Regions from separate parts of the Hordeum vulgare genome. Here region 2 is linked to region 1. The links are chromatin contacts, called in public Hi-C maps. All regions are on one chromosome and are shown on one strand. The core of a region is the stretch at or near the end of the contact, and the rest is flanking DNA. Distances in the headings are between cores, read along the strand shown.

Region 1 (6,565 bases), core at 1,317-3,816:
AGAAAAGTAGCCGAGCCTGATGCACCTAGCCATTTTTTGTGGAGTGCATCACATTCATGGGACAAGAGTGTGTAATTAGTCAGGAAACATAATAAAGATATACTACCTACCACCATAGAAACAAGTGCGGGGATGTACATCAATCGGCCATTTTAATTTTGTTTGTTTTGTTAAAGACCAGACTGTTTTTTAATCCCTTTTCTCATTTCATTTTTCTGCCAGTTTAATTTACGATTTGAAAAAAAATCAGGAATACAAAACAAAAAATTGCGAATTCAAAAAATAAATTCATGTTTATTCCAAATATGATTTACAAATGTAAAAATATTTCCATTTTTAAAAAATGTTCGTGAACACAAAATATATCCACAATAGCAAAAATATTTAGAAATTCAAAAAAATGTTCGCGGATTTGAAACTATATTCGTGAATTCAAAAATATTAAGTAAAATTCAGAAAATCTTTGTGGATACAAAAAATGTTCATGAATTTAAAACTCATTTATTTGAAAAAAATTCACTAATTCAATATGTTTGCAAACTCAAATAATGTTCACGAATTTGAAAAAATTCCCATGAGTTAAACAGTTGTTCACAGATTTGAAAAACGTTCATGATTCCAAAATATGGTTATGAAAAATTATTTACGAATTAAAAATTTCATGAACTCAAAAAAAGTTCATTTAATAGAAAAAATGATCTTTAATTAAAAAAGTGTTTGTGAATTAAAAAATGCAAGCTCTGCAAAAAGTTTGTGGATAAAAGAAGTGTTCATGAGTTCGAAAAAATATTCATAAATTCAAACAATTTTGCAAATAAAAAGTTTGCGAATTCATATTTTTCATCAATCCAATACATGTGTACAAATTGAAAAATTATAGTCACAAATAAAGATGTTTCCAGATTTGGACAAATGTTCTTGAATCTGATAGATGTTCAAAAATTAAAATAATTTTCAGAAATATAAAAAATATTCCCTAATTCGAAGTAGATCCGGAATTTTGTAAATAGTCAAAAAAATTGTGAACTATTTAAAAAAGTAAAAATGGAGAAGGAAAAATAAATAAAGAAATAACAGAAAAGGGAAAATCAAATGAAAGAAGAAACTAAAAAATCGATTGAAAACGAGAATACCTGGGGAATAAACAATTTTCGGCCCAGGAATGTTCCAGGAAATGTCGGCCCTTTTACGTCAATTTGGCCGCGCCTCCCAGTTTAGCACAGAACTAACTGTGCCTCATTGGTTAGCAACGCTACGCACCACCCAATGGACCCGTGATCCATCCCTTGATACCCTCCTTTTCTCGTCTTTCTTTCGTTTTCTGTGCGCATTAATGGGCCAGACCGTAGATGTTATACTTAACGCCTGCATAGAGTGATATACTATGAGTATAATATCATTTGCGCACCAGGTGTTGACGAAGAGCATAGACTCTTGAAGATCCAAGGTCCCTTAGCTCTCAGTGCCAAAATGGCAGGCAGAGGCGTGGGGAAACACTACACTGGAGACAATGGATTTGTTTTTAGATTTGGACAAATCAGAGACAGGGGATTGAGATCCGGAACTCGTCCAGTAAAAGAAGTAGTCCATGGGCCGATGATCCTAGGCCTCCACATCGGCGTAACTCGTCCAGTAAAAAAAGTGTTCATGAGTTCAAAAAAATATTCATAAATTCAAACAATTTTGCAAATAAAAAACATTTGCGTATCCATTTTTTCCCTCAATCCAATACATGTGCACAAATTGAAATACTAGAATCACAAATAAAAATGTTTGCAGATTTGGACAAATGTTCTTGAATCTGGTAAATGTTCAAAAATTAAAATAATGTTCAGAAATATAAAAAATATTAACTAATTCGAAGAATATTCGGAATTTGGTAAATAGTCAAAATAAAAATAAAATCCATGAACTAATTCTTAAAAAAAAGGAAAAATGGAAAAGGAAATATAAAAATAAATAACAAAAAAGGGATGAAAATGGAAAATCAAAGGAAAGAAGAAGCTCAAAAACTGATTGAAAACAAGAATACCAAGGGAATAAACAATTTTCGTCCGAGGAATGTTCCAGGCATTGTCGCCCCTTTACCTCAATTTGGCCGCGCCTCCCAGTTTAGCACAAAACTAACAGTGCTTCATTGGTTAGCAACGCTACACACCACCCAATAACCCGGAATCAAAATCACTCAACGAGGAGTACTCATTTTAAAGACCACTCCCATCGGTCCCTTGATACCCTCCCATAGATGCTATCGTTAACGCCTGCATAGAGTGATATACATCATTTGCGCACTAGGTGTTGATGAAGAGCATAGACTCTTGAAGATCCAAGGTCCCCCTAGCTCTCAGTGCCAAAATGGCAGTCAGAGGCGTGGGGAAACCCTACACTGGAGACAATGGATTTGTTTTTAGGTTTAGACAAATGAGAGACAGGGGATTGAGATCCGGAACTCGGCCAGGAAAAGAAGTAGTCCATGGGCCGATGATCCCAGTCCTCCACATCGGCGTACCCCGGCCCATATTTCGCCCCTGAAGTTCACTCCCCCAGTTGCTGTCCAGATAAGGCTCTCTGGTCCGTACCTCATTCCCAGCTTCTTCCGCTCCTCTATCCTCTACGATTCATCAGTTGAGCTAGACCCCACCGAGCCAATGGTGGCTCCGGCGACGCTGTCCCTCCGCCCCTGCGCGACCCTCGCGCCGTCCAGGGCCGCGCACGCCCACGCCGGGTTCGCCCACACTAGCCGTCCAGCCCTCTCCGTCTCCTGCCCGCCGACGCGCTTCGAGACCCTCCGCCGCGCCGCTACCGCCGTGTCCGACCGGCAAGGCTCCGCAGAGCCTTCCGAGAAAGTAAGCATCGGCACACGCTTCCCGTGCCTCGCATTTCGCACCGGGCACCTGCTCAGTTCTGAGACGATGTGGTGGTGTTTTTTCTGTGCGCAGCAGGAGGACAAGCCGCGGACGTACTACTTCCTGGTGGCGAACGCCAAGTTCATGCTGGACGACGAAGAACACTTCCAGGAGCAGCTGCAGGAGAAGCTGCGGCTGTACGAGGAGCGCAGCAAGGAGCAGGACTTCTGGCTTGTGATCGAGCCCAAGTTTCTAGACAGGTTCCCCAACGTCGCCAAGCGGCTCAAGCGCCCCGCCGTCGCGCTCGTCTCCACCGACCGCAACTGGATCAGGTAAGTCGGGCGTCTCTTCAGCCGTCGTTGCAAGCTCGAGTAATGCTAATTGGCAGAGCCCCCCCAAGGGTATTATAAAACGCCAATGCATGCAGTCCCGGCAACACTCGCTTCTGTACTTGTCTAGATATATATAAGCCCCTTCAACGGAAATTCAGGTGGGGAAATTCTCCCTCCCGCTCAACATTGCAACAAACAACGGCGACGACGACAACAACAACTAAGCCTTTATTTAGTTCCAAACAAGTTGGGGTAGGCTAGAGCTGAAACCATAGGATCTCGAAACCAACTCATGGTTCTGTCCCCTGGATAGCTAACTTCCACCGTTCCACGCGCCCCTGAACATTACAATAACTAAATCATGGTAATACTTGTTTGTTGTTACTAGTAGGCGCTCCCTTCATTCTAGTTGCCTGCCTTGCCCATATGTCATTGACATCATGTCATGCACTGGAAGCCGGTATGCTTCCTGTTGCAAATGGCAAAACCATGCAGCGGTGCAGTCTTGTATCTGCAATTTGCACTGGATGCCTACTTGATGGCCTCCCATAATAATGTGCTTGCCATCAGCAAAGGCGCACACTTCAAACGTGTATATGTAGGTTGTTGACGAAAGAGGTGTGACAAAAGAAAAACACTGGTTCCGTTCAGATTCATGCAGTGCCCTTCCAGGCAAGTTCAGATTCAAGAATTGACGTGTCTACATATACCACGAGTCAATTTTGATCTGATGAATTGAGGGGTGGAAAACCTGATGTTTACCAATCTTACATGGAAGCTCAAGTCCAGGATGTAGTCTCATGCATTTCAGTAAGCCACATTTATAATTTTTCATCAGGATCCTGTTTCAATGCAGAAGTGCAATTTCTTATAAAATGAAGCCAATGAGGATACTTCTTCTGGTGATGCCTTTTTTTTCCTTTCTTTTTTCTTTTCTTTTCGGGCTTTGTGCATCCTGGATGACCTTGAGACATCTTGCTAGTGCAGATGCTGGGTGTAATTGGTATCTTCGCGATATTAACTCCTTTAAAAAAAATGGACGTACTTCTTGAAGTTGTGCCATATCATGTTTTTCGGCGTCATGAATCACGAATGTGTTTTTTAGTAACTTTGGATATTTTCTTGTTTTTTAGTCACCCCCGTTCAATAATGGGGCATAATGTGGATATGAGTGGCTTGCATTCCTGAACATATTGATTAGACCGCAAAGCAAGCAAAAATAGACTGAAGAAAATTAGAGAAACTTATTGACCATTGAATTCTTAAACATGATGGCACTGGTGTATGCTGACTGTGTCCATCCCATTGTTGTTGATGTGTGATGTCCTGTTGGCATGGTTTGTGCTCTGTCAATTTTTTTTTGTTTCTATACATATAAATATGCTTAGCCAAGTATCAGCTTGGATTCGATCTTAAAGTTGTTGCTAAAAGCATGGTTTTCTATCTCTCATTTTAAAAAGCATACATGCAGTAATAAATTCTCAATAATCTCATGTTATCTCCTTTATTGCTCTCAGATTCATGAAACTAAGGCTGGACAGGGTCTTAGCGGAGCAATTCGATGCAGAGACAGTTGAAGAAGCATTGGCTTCTAACCCTGCAGAGTTGAAATTCGATAAGCCTGACAAATGGACAGCTCCATACCCCAAATACGAGTCTGGATGGTGGGAGGCCTTCTTACCTCCAAAGTCCAGCAACGGCACGGCTTAGAGATAAGCTTCAGTCGCCCCCGTGTAAGATTTCTTCCATGTAAGTGATGATTGTAAGTTTTGGTTTATGCTATGTGTATGTAGTCCGTAAGTTTATGAGAGTAGAGTTAGCTACATTAGTTGCAGAGGTTGCTCTACTTTTTGATAATACCAAATAAGTGGTGATGTTTCGAAGTCATGGTTATGTTATGGTTGTTTTGACATTTCTTCAAGGATACACATTCCTGATTCATGCACGTTGTCATTCTACATGTATATTGTTGTTTGAGCCACCGACATGTGAATCAATAATGCACACATGCTTTCACTTTCCAGTCTAGCAGCAATAACAATGATGAGAGCAAAGCGCAATGCCAATCATAGCACACAAGACCTCAAATATATTACTCCCTTCGTCCGGAATTACTTGTCGCACAAATGAATAAAAATGAATGTATCTAAAATTAAAATACATCTAGATACATCCATTCTTATGACGAGTATTTTCGGACAAAGGGAGTATATGTAATTACAACGGTCTGTTGTCCCATTTGTATGATACCCCATATAGACGTTATAACAAACTGGAAATGTAGTCTACATTTAGCAAATTTAGAAATAGCCATGGAATGCTGGGCTAGCTCGTGATTTGTTTGACATTGATAATCGGGCCTTTCTTTGTAGATCCATCGACAACCTATAAAATTAGTTGATTTTCTATAAGTGTCAAATTTTTTCAACTGGTTAAATAAATTATTGCCAAAAATTGCCATCACAGGAAAATTAACAAATGTGCCAATGTATTAGGAAAGTCAGATACATTCTACTGTTTTGATAAGAGATTATCGGACTACAAGGCACATACATCAGACGCACAGTACCTACATGGTAACATGAAGGAAGGGTAAAATTTAGAACACACTAGCACAATTTTCAAAAATAACACTTCCCCGTCCCAAAATTCTTGTCTTGCTTTTGTCTAGATATGAATGTATTTAGTCATGTTTTAGTATTTAGATACATTCATTTTTAGACAAAATTTTTTAGGACGGAGGGAGTAGAACACATTAGAACACGCTAGAATTGCAGGCCAGGACCTGCATTCTAAGCTTCTAACCAACACACCAACTCCCTAGCGACTGAAAAAACCAACACAATAATTACACAACTCTAAAGACTGACATTCACTTTTAGGGCCTGATGGAGCGATCTACGGATCTTGTGGTTGTTCCTCGTTCCGATCCTCCGATGCTTATAATCTGCACAACCGAAGGAGCACATTGCTTGATGGCTTGCGACAAAACTTTAACTCAAACCAAAGACGCGTAATGAAGTACTGTAGGTCTATAACTCTATTGAAGTGCAGACCATGTGGATACAAGTTGCTTTCAACAACTGGTAGGTCCTCTTGGAAAGGAAAATCCAGCTGGTTGGTATAACAACCTTCGTGTGCTTAGCACTAGTACCATACTATTCTTCTTTTTGACGAGAAACAGTATGCATGTATCTACATTTTTTGTTTTGTTTTTGTGCTAGTTACATAGTATTCCCCATGTATTAATCCTATATACTCCCTCCGTTCCTAAATATAAGTTTTTTTAGAGGTTTCACTAGAGAACTACATACAGATGCATATAGACATATTTTAATGTATAGATTCACTCATTTTCCTCCGTATGTAGTTCCTAGTGAAATCTCT
Region 2 (6,565 bases), core at 2,016-4,515, 160 kb before region 1:
CAGGAAAAACTTCAGAGACCTGTTATCAGTGCTCACCTTTTCCTTCTATTTAAGATGATTGTGCTTCATATTTGTAATGCAATTGCCTTGAGCAACATGATTGAACTTCAACTGGTCAACATCAGCCTTCAATGTAGTGATCTCACCATCCTTTGCAACAATTTGTTCATTCATGTTTCCCATGCTGCTGTCCACACTGATTGTAGTGTTCTCAACATCCTTCTGGTGACCTGGCTGTGGTAGGTTATCATGTTAATTAAGGAGGTTGTCCACATATTCCACAAGCTTCTCATAAGTCTCCTGCAACTTGTTTTTATGCTCTGTGAGATTGTGGACAATATATGAATGATCGAGGCATGCCATCCTATTATCATGCTTGCTTTGCTCATACATCAGCCAGAGTTTGTGAAGAGCATTCTACAAGTGCTCTATCCACGCCTCATCTATCCACTGAACTATATCACAACTGCTTGCCTGCCGCAAAACAAATAGTAGGAATTTACTTACTGTAAAGATGAACACTCAACAGTAAAGATGACCACTGAACAGTAAAGATGAATAGTGAACAGTGAAGATGAACACTAAACAGTGCATATGAACAATCCAACTATTCTGCTAAAAGTATTGGCTATTAACTAAAAAGGTAAAATTCGCTCCAACTTACATCCAGTGAACAAGCAAGGAACCTCCTCACAGTGCTAATCCCTTCGAATGCAACCAACTTCTTGGTCGGCTTGCCATGCTCACACATCACCATCAAATCATCATCAACACGAGCGTTCTTAGGGTCCTCGATTGTAGTTGGGATCTAGATTCAACATGCAAGTTCAAATCGTGCCAGACAGACCCAAAAAAGCCCCTATTCGAAACCCTAGATCAAACAGAGCCTAACCCTAGACATCACTGACCCTCGTAGAGAATCCGCATGAGAAGATGTATCGGGCGGCGGTGTGCTCCACCGCTCGGCTCAGCCCAACACGACCTGGTTAGTCGTGTGCTCCACGAGCAATCTGCATGCTGATGTTTAAATGATACACCGCTGCGCTGCCCTCCAATCTCGCTGAGCCGGCTTTAGCACATGTCGTACGTTGCTATCATGCGATCCTTTTCTTGGATCTCGCAACATCTTCAGGTTACTTTTTGTCTATTGTGACTCCACACTAATGATGATAATGACATCAAATCTTCCTCTTATAGATCAATTTCACGAACTTCTTTAAACCTTGCTCTGATACCACGTGTTAGAATAATTTCGAGACGCAATGTCGATCTATCGAGGACCAAGGAATCAAACAAGGCATGAAACCGAGATTTGTGAACGAGGTTCATCAATATGGCTACATCCTCGGGGCCTGATTAGGGGCACTCCTCCCCGTGACATCGTTACAATACTACACCCCAATCTCTCTGGCGCCGACACACGTCGTAGGTTTCCATGCGTGTTTGTGCTATTATGTTGGCATAATTTACATCGTGTCTCTACATTCTCATTATATAAGAGACCAAGGGTACAAGTGTCCTATTAGAACACGTCTCATGCCGTGTCTAAACATAATAAAACTAAAAGTCTAATTGTAACCTACCTTCTATAGAATATTTGAAATAACTCTAATAAGAAGTCCCGCATCCATCCATGGTACACCATCCAAGAAGTTGTGTCCAAGTATTGCATCCACTTGGAGCATCTAATCGCATAGTGGCCTAGCGCTGCACAAATTACTGAGCAAGTAAGTTGATCACTAGACGAATATGCTTTAGTTTTGTTATAATTAGCGAAACATGTATTATTTTGTTGATGGTTAGAGGAATATGCACTGTCTGTATTGTTTCACTTTGTAGCCTACTCATGCTTGTGTGGTGTACAAGAAGTTGGAGAAGAAGTCATTCACCGTCATGCATTGTTGGTTGAAGTTGAATGAACAACCGAATTGGAACCTTTTCATTGCCAAGACCGTCGTCCAAGCCAACAAAGAAGAAATCAATGACCTTATCGACCCAACCCAACAACCGTCGAAGAAGGTTAGAAGAAACCTGCGGGGGAGAAGTGGGAGGAGAGGGCAAAGCGAGACGGTACGATGACAAAATATGACGGAGAAGTTCGAGGACATCTTGACGAAGGAGCAGGCATGCATGAGGCGCTCGGAGAGCAAGGAGGAGGAGAAGGCGGAGTGGTTCAAGTAGTTGATGGACGCGACACACAGGAAGCTCGCTCTCAAAGAAAGGAGGACCACGCTTGAAGAGAGGAAGGCCGCGCTCGAGAAAAAGAGGGTGAAGATCGCCACCAATGCGGAGGACGCCAATATGTTGACATTCAATGTCAACTCTTGGGATGCCACTGTAAGAGTCATCGTGCAATCTTATCAGTACCAGATGTTGGAGCGATAGAAAGATGAGTTGGTGGCGACGACGAAGTATGAGGACGCGGCAGGGAGGACGAGGTGGCTGCCTACGCAGCTGCGACGACACCTCCTTTATCGGGGAGCAACTCGGTGGGATTGTCGGTTCGACAAGGAACAAATGCACGGACTGATGTTCTTTTGGAATCGGACATATAAAAACTAAGCAAATTTGCCTTATTTTTTTGTGATGGGGCATACAATCCACATGCAAGGCACTATGTGAATCAAATCGCAGTATATTTAAATTTAAATTTACTCATAAACATAGTACTAATTAGCGTTGAATATCGTCCTCGTGCATCCGTGTTCTTGGACTCACTACCCTCTGAGCGAACGAATACAGAAGAAAATTTACATTTTTTAACACATTGCAAACGCAAATGCTTATATACATGCACATACATTCATTTCTATGAACGTATACATGCACACCTTATCCTTATAAACACCTCCGACAGACTGAGCCGACATATCATCTTATGAAGCATATTGCTGAAAATCCTAAAATAAAGTCAGAAATAATGCAAGCACGAGGTCTTGAACCATCATAAGACGAGGATACCACTATCTCTCTAACCATTCAATTATATGTTAATTTACAAAAAAATATATTTTAAATTCTGATTACTCCATCCAAAAGGTTGTACATGGGATGGGTAGAAATAAAATAAAAGCCGTCACTGCCATGATTCATGGGTCTCCGCGGAAAGGACGGGTGACACCGCGGTCAGCTTCGTAGTAACGGTATACGACCCACGAGGGCACGAGCGTAGCTCAAGGACGAGACGCCACGTTCGCCCCCCACCTGCATCCGGTTTCCGCCACCCCGTCTACCCGGCCCACGTGCCGCCCGCCAGTTTCCTTCCGAAGCACGTCCACCTCGCACCGCACGGTCCCATGTGCCTGCCGCCCAACCGCACCCCAGGGGTCGGGTACCGTAGGAGTTGGCTTTGCCAAAAGTCTCTGTCGGTCCTGCCTCGTGAAATTCTTTCTGGTTGTAAATGTTGGTCCGTGTGGTCTCACCTGCCTGTCTGTGGTACCACAGTGATTGCGTGGGTTAACTTCCCTGACCCCGCTTCAACGTACCGCCACTACATAGTACTGATGTTAACGTGGCCTAGCCCGATTAGTATCGTCTGCCAGCACAAAATCACACTCCACGAACCGCAATAACGCCGAGCCGGGGCTGAGGAGGCTGTTGGGTGTGCAGTGTACATCGACGGCGTCATGCCCGGCCCGTGACGTTTTCTTAGGCTAGGCGCACTAAAACGGACTTTCTAGCATTCCACCTCGACCGATTGATCGTCACAGACCGTGACTCGCTAGATCACGACAGGACACCTTGCGAACAACACAACGTTGCTAGAGAAGTCAAGGGTGTGTTGGTAGTACGCAAAGGCAAACAAGAACCTGCAGGCAGCCATAGGAAATCCACCGTCGGGAGTCGGGCGTGAACTCGGCGGGCCGTGCGGTGCCATAGGAAATCCACCGGCGGGAGTCGGGCGTGAACTGGGCGGGTCGTGCGCACCGCACGGCCGCACATGCCATGTTTCGCTCTTTGCTTAGGCGCATCCACCGCAGGGTGGCGGGTTTTATATGGAAATAGACAGGCGTCGTTCCCGTTGGCAGATGAATCTTTCTTCAGACAATTTTTTTCGTGGAGCGAATATCTTTACTGCAGTACGTACTTCGGACGGCTCAATGCTCATGCCCTCCAGCTCCAGGGTCGATTTTATCTTTACTGTGTTGTTTATTATTTCTTCCATACAATATGGTCGAGTGGTCCTACGGCCCCGGCTAGATAGACGCTCTTGTCTTGCCTTGGCTTAAATATTCCATCAAATCAAATTTAAGAATGGCATCTCATACGATTGTCCACGCATCATGCACGTGCCCTCAAAAGAAAGAACAGGTGTGAATCACTCGGACTCAGACGCTCCGTTTGGATGTTGTATTGAGGGCCATATTTTAACTTTGGCACTCGGTAGCGTGAATATCGTTGTTTGGTTGCACAAGACATTCAATCGTGGAATCGATATCCATGTCTTGAATATTTGGCATTCGAGCCAATTCAGTGCCAAAACCTTCAATGTCTACATCCAAACAAAACGTAGAGTTATTCCTTCCTCCAGTTTTCAGCTAACGGTGTCGAATATCATATGGAAAGACATTTTTGGCGCATCTTAAATTTCAACCAACACATCTTTTTCTTGGAAAATTCTATATAGAAGCGCTGCACGATGGACATCCCGCGGCTTGGTTGTTCACTTTTGGCATGCATGCATACATGATGTCATCAGATTCGTTTTATATGATCGAAATTAAAAAACTTTTATCTCTTAAACCGTTAAATCGGTCGATGATCCGTTTTCGCCGTTGACTTTGTTTCGACGAAATCTTCAAAACTAGATCCATGTTGATATGTTTCGAGAACTTTTTTTTCCTCGTACTTACCACATTTGTTGCACTTACTTGTCATATTAATAAGTATTTACTTGTCTGATAAAAAATAACTTAATCACCAAATTTTTAAAAGACGTCTTGACATAATTAAAATGGCAAGTACAAATAATTTTTTTAGACGATTACACGTAAGATATGACAACTCAACATATTTAAAACCGGTGACCACAAAAAAATCTTTTTTGTCATCGTTTGTAAATATGACAACTCGGCATAGTTAAACTAGCATCTTGACAACTAAGTTTTTATAAAATTGGCAACTATGCAATTTTAAACTACTAGTAGTAGTACTAGTACTAACCAGATGCATTTAGCTAGTGAATAAGGTCTGCCAACACATGTCTTTGTGTGTAACACCTTTTCTACGTATTTTCTGTGTGACGCTTTGTATGCAATGTATATTTTTGTGATGTCATCTGCATATTTTTCTAGCCCATGTTGCTATATGTTGAAATATGGATACATACGACACATTGTTCACATCGAGAAAAAAATGGCAGTTAAGTTATTTTTTTCGGGCAAGTAAGTGGCTAATAATACAACAAGTAAGTCTAAAAATGTGGCAATTATGGATGAAGAAAAAAAGTTCTCGAAACATGTCGACATGGGGTCTAGTTTTGAAGATCTCGTCGCGATAAAGTCAACGATGAAAACGGATCGTCAATTAAATTAACGGTTTTAGAGATAAAACTTTTTAAATTTCAAGGCAATAGAAAGAATCTTAGTGACGTCATTGCATGCATGCATGGTAGGGAGAAGAAATTAACCGTCGCATCGGAAGCCTCACATGCGACGCCGCTGTATAGTTAAGTCCCTTTTTCTTTTCTTCTCACGCATACGAGTTGGACCCACTTGTCATCTTTCTTTACACACGTGACGCTCCGCGTCGGAGCCCGGCCTTCGAGCCGGCTCCTTTGGCATTTTCATTAAATTAACTAGATCTAACCCCGGCTAGAACTTTTTTAGACATGACCCTTTTTCTTACCGCCACGGAGCACGACGATAGGAGTGGATAGCTTATCGTCAGGGTCCCCGGCGATAGCTGACTAATCCACGTCACCAACCAATTGATGGACACCGTGAGCTCCGCTCGACCCTACCGCCACACGGGCTGGCGGTAGGGTATTGACACATATAAGGCGGGCGGGCCGGTTCGCCCTCCCCATCTCCACCCACCCCACCCCACGGCGGCTGCAAGAACATAAACTCCCTTCCTCTCTCATCCTCTCCACTCTTCCTGAAAGTGTTAGTTATCAACTAGAAGGGGGTGAATAGGCGATTTTTATGAAAATCTTTGAAACAGTAAATGTATTCAAAGTTAAACGGAAGCGATACAGGATCAGTTTGGGATAAGTATCAAGGATCTATGCAAAACATGTAATACTATGAAGACATTCAATCATGCAAAGTACAGTTATCATGCACACTAAGATATATCACAAATAAACTTAGGAAATGTGAAGATAAACAACAGTTGGGAATGTCTTCGACGAATGTCTTCAGGAGAGATGATCAGGCAATGGCTTCATAGTACAGTAAGTAAGGAGTGTGAAGGATAGAACAAGTAGCTTGACAAAGACACATGATTTGTTGGACCAGTTCCATTTGTTGTGAAAAATGTACGTCTGATTGGGGAGGCTTAGGCCTCGTCTTCACTTTGATCCCCTTGAGCCGAAGTCTATGAGACAACACCCAATTACTCA

What was found. Hi-C and Micro-C count contacts between places; a contact is called where the count stands out from the background.
Region 2: a contact with region 1 is called in a Hi-C map of seedling, with 2.2 times the contacts expected there. The contact joins the enhancer-like site here to the promoter of LOC123448729 in region 1. A contact is called at or near these places in 1 of 6 Hi-C or Micro-C datasets (seedling) and 1 of 1 datasets of contacts at active chromatin or transcription factors (embryo).

What each region holds. Positions count from the first base shown.
Region 1 is chr4H:400,057,355-400,063,919 of MorexV3_pseudomolecules_assembly, reverse strand. LOC123448729 reads left to right here and starts at 2,566. Exons shown (of 3, transcript XM_045125714.1): 1 at 2,566-2,846; 2 at 2,943-3,178; 3 at 4,696-5,119. The coding sequence starts at 2,649. The coding sequence ends at 4,888. It overlaps LOC123448730 (probable calcium-binding protein CML27), which reads right to left. Exons shown (of 2, transcript XM_045125716.1): 2 at 5,026-5,563.
Region 2 is chr4H:400,214,256-400,220,820 of MorexV3_pseudomolecules_assembly, reverse strand. No RefSeq gene overlaps it. Among protein-coding and RNA genes, the nearest start is that of LOC123448729, 160 kb to the right of the region's middle. Within about 2 kb of position 3,265, at least 3 of the 3 cell types and tissues checked have open chromatin away from gene starts, as enhancers often do. A contact at or near this core is called in seedling, where this site is marked.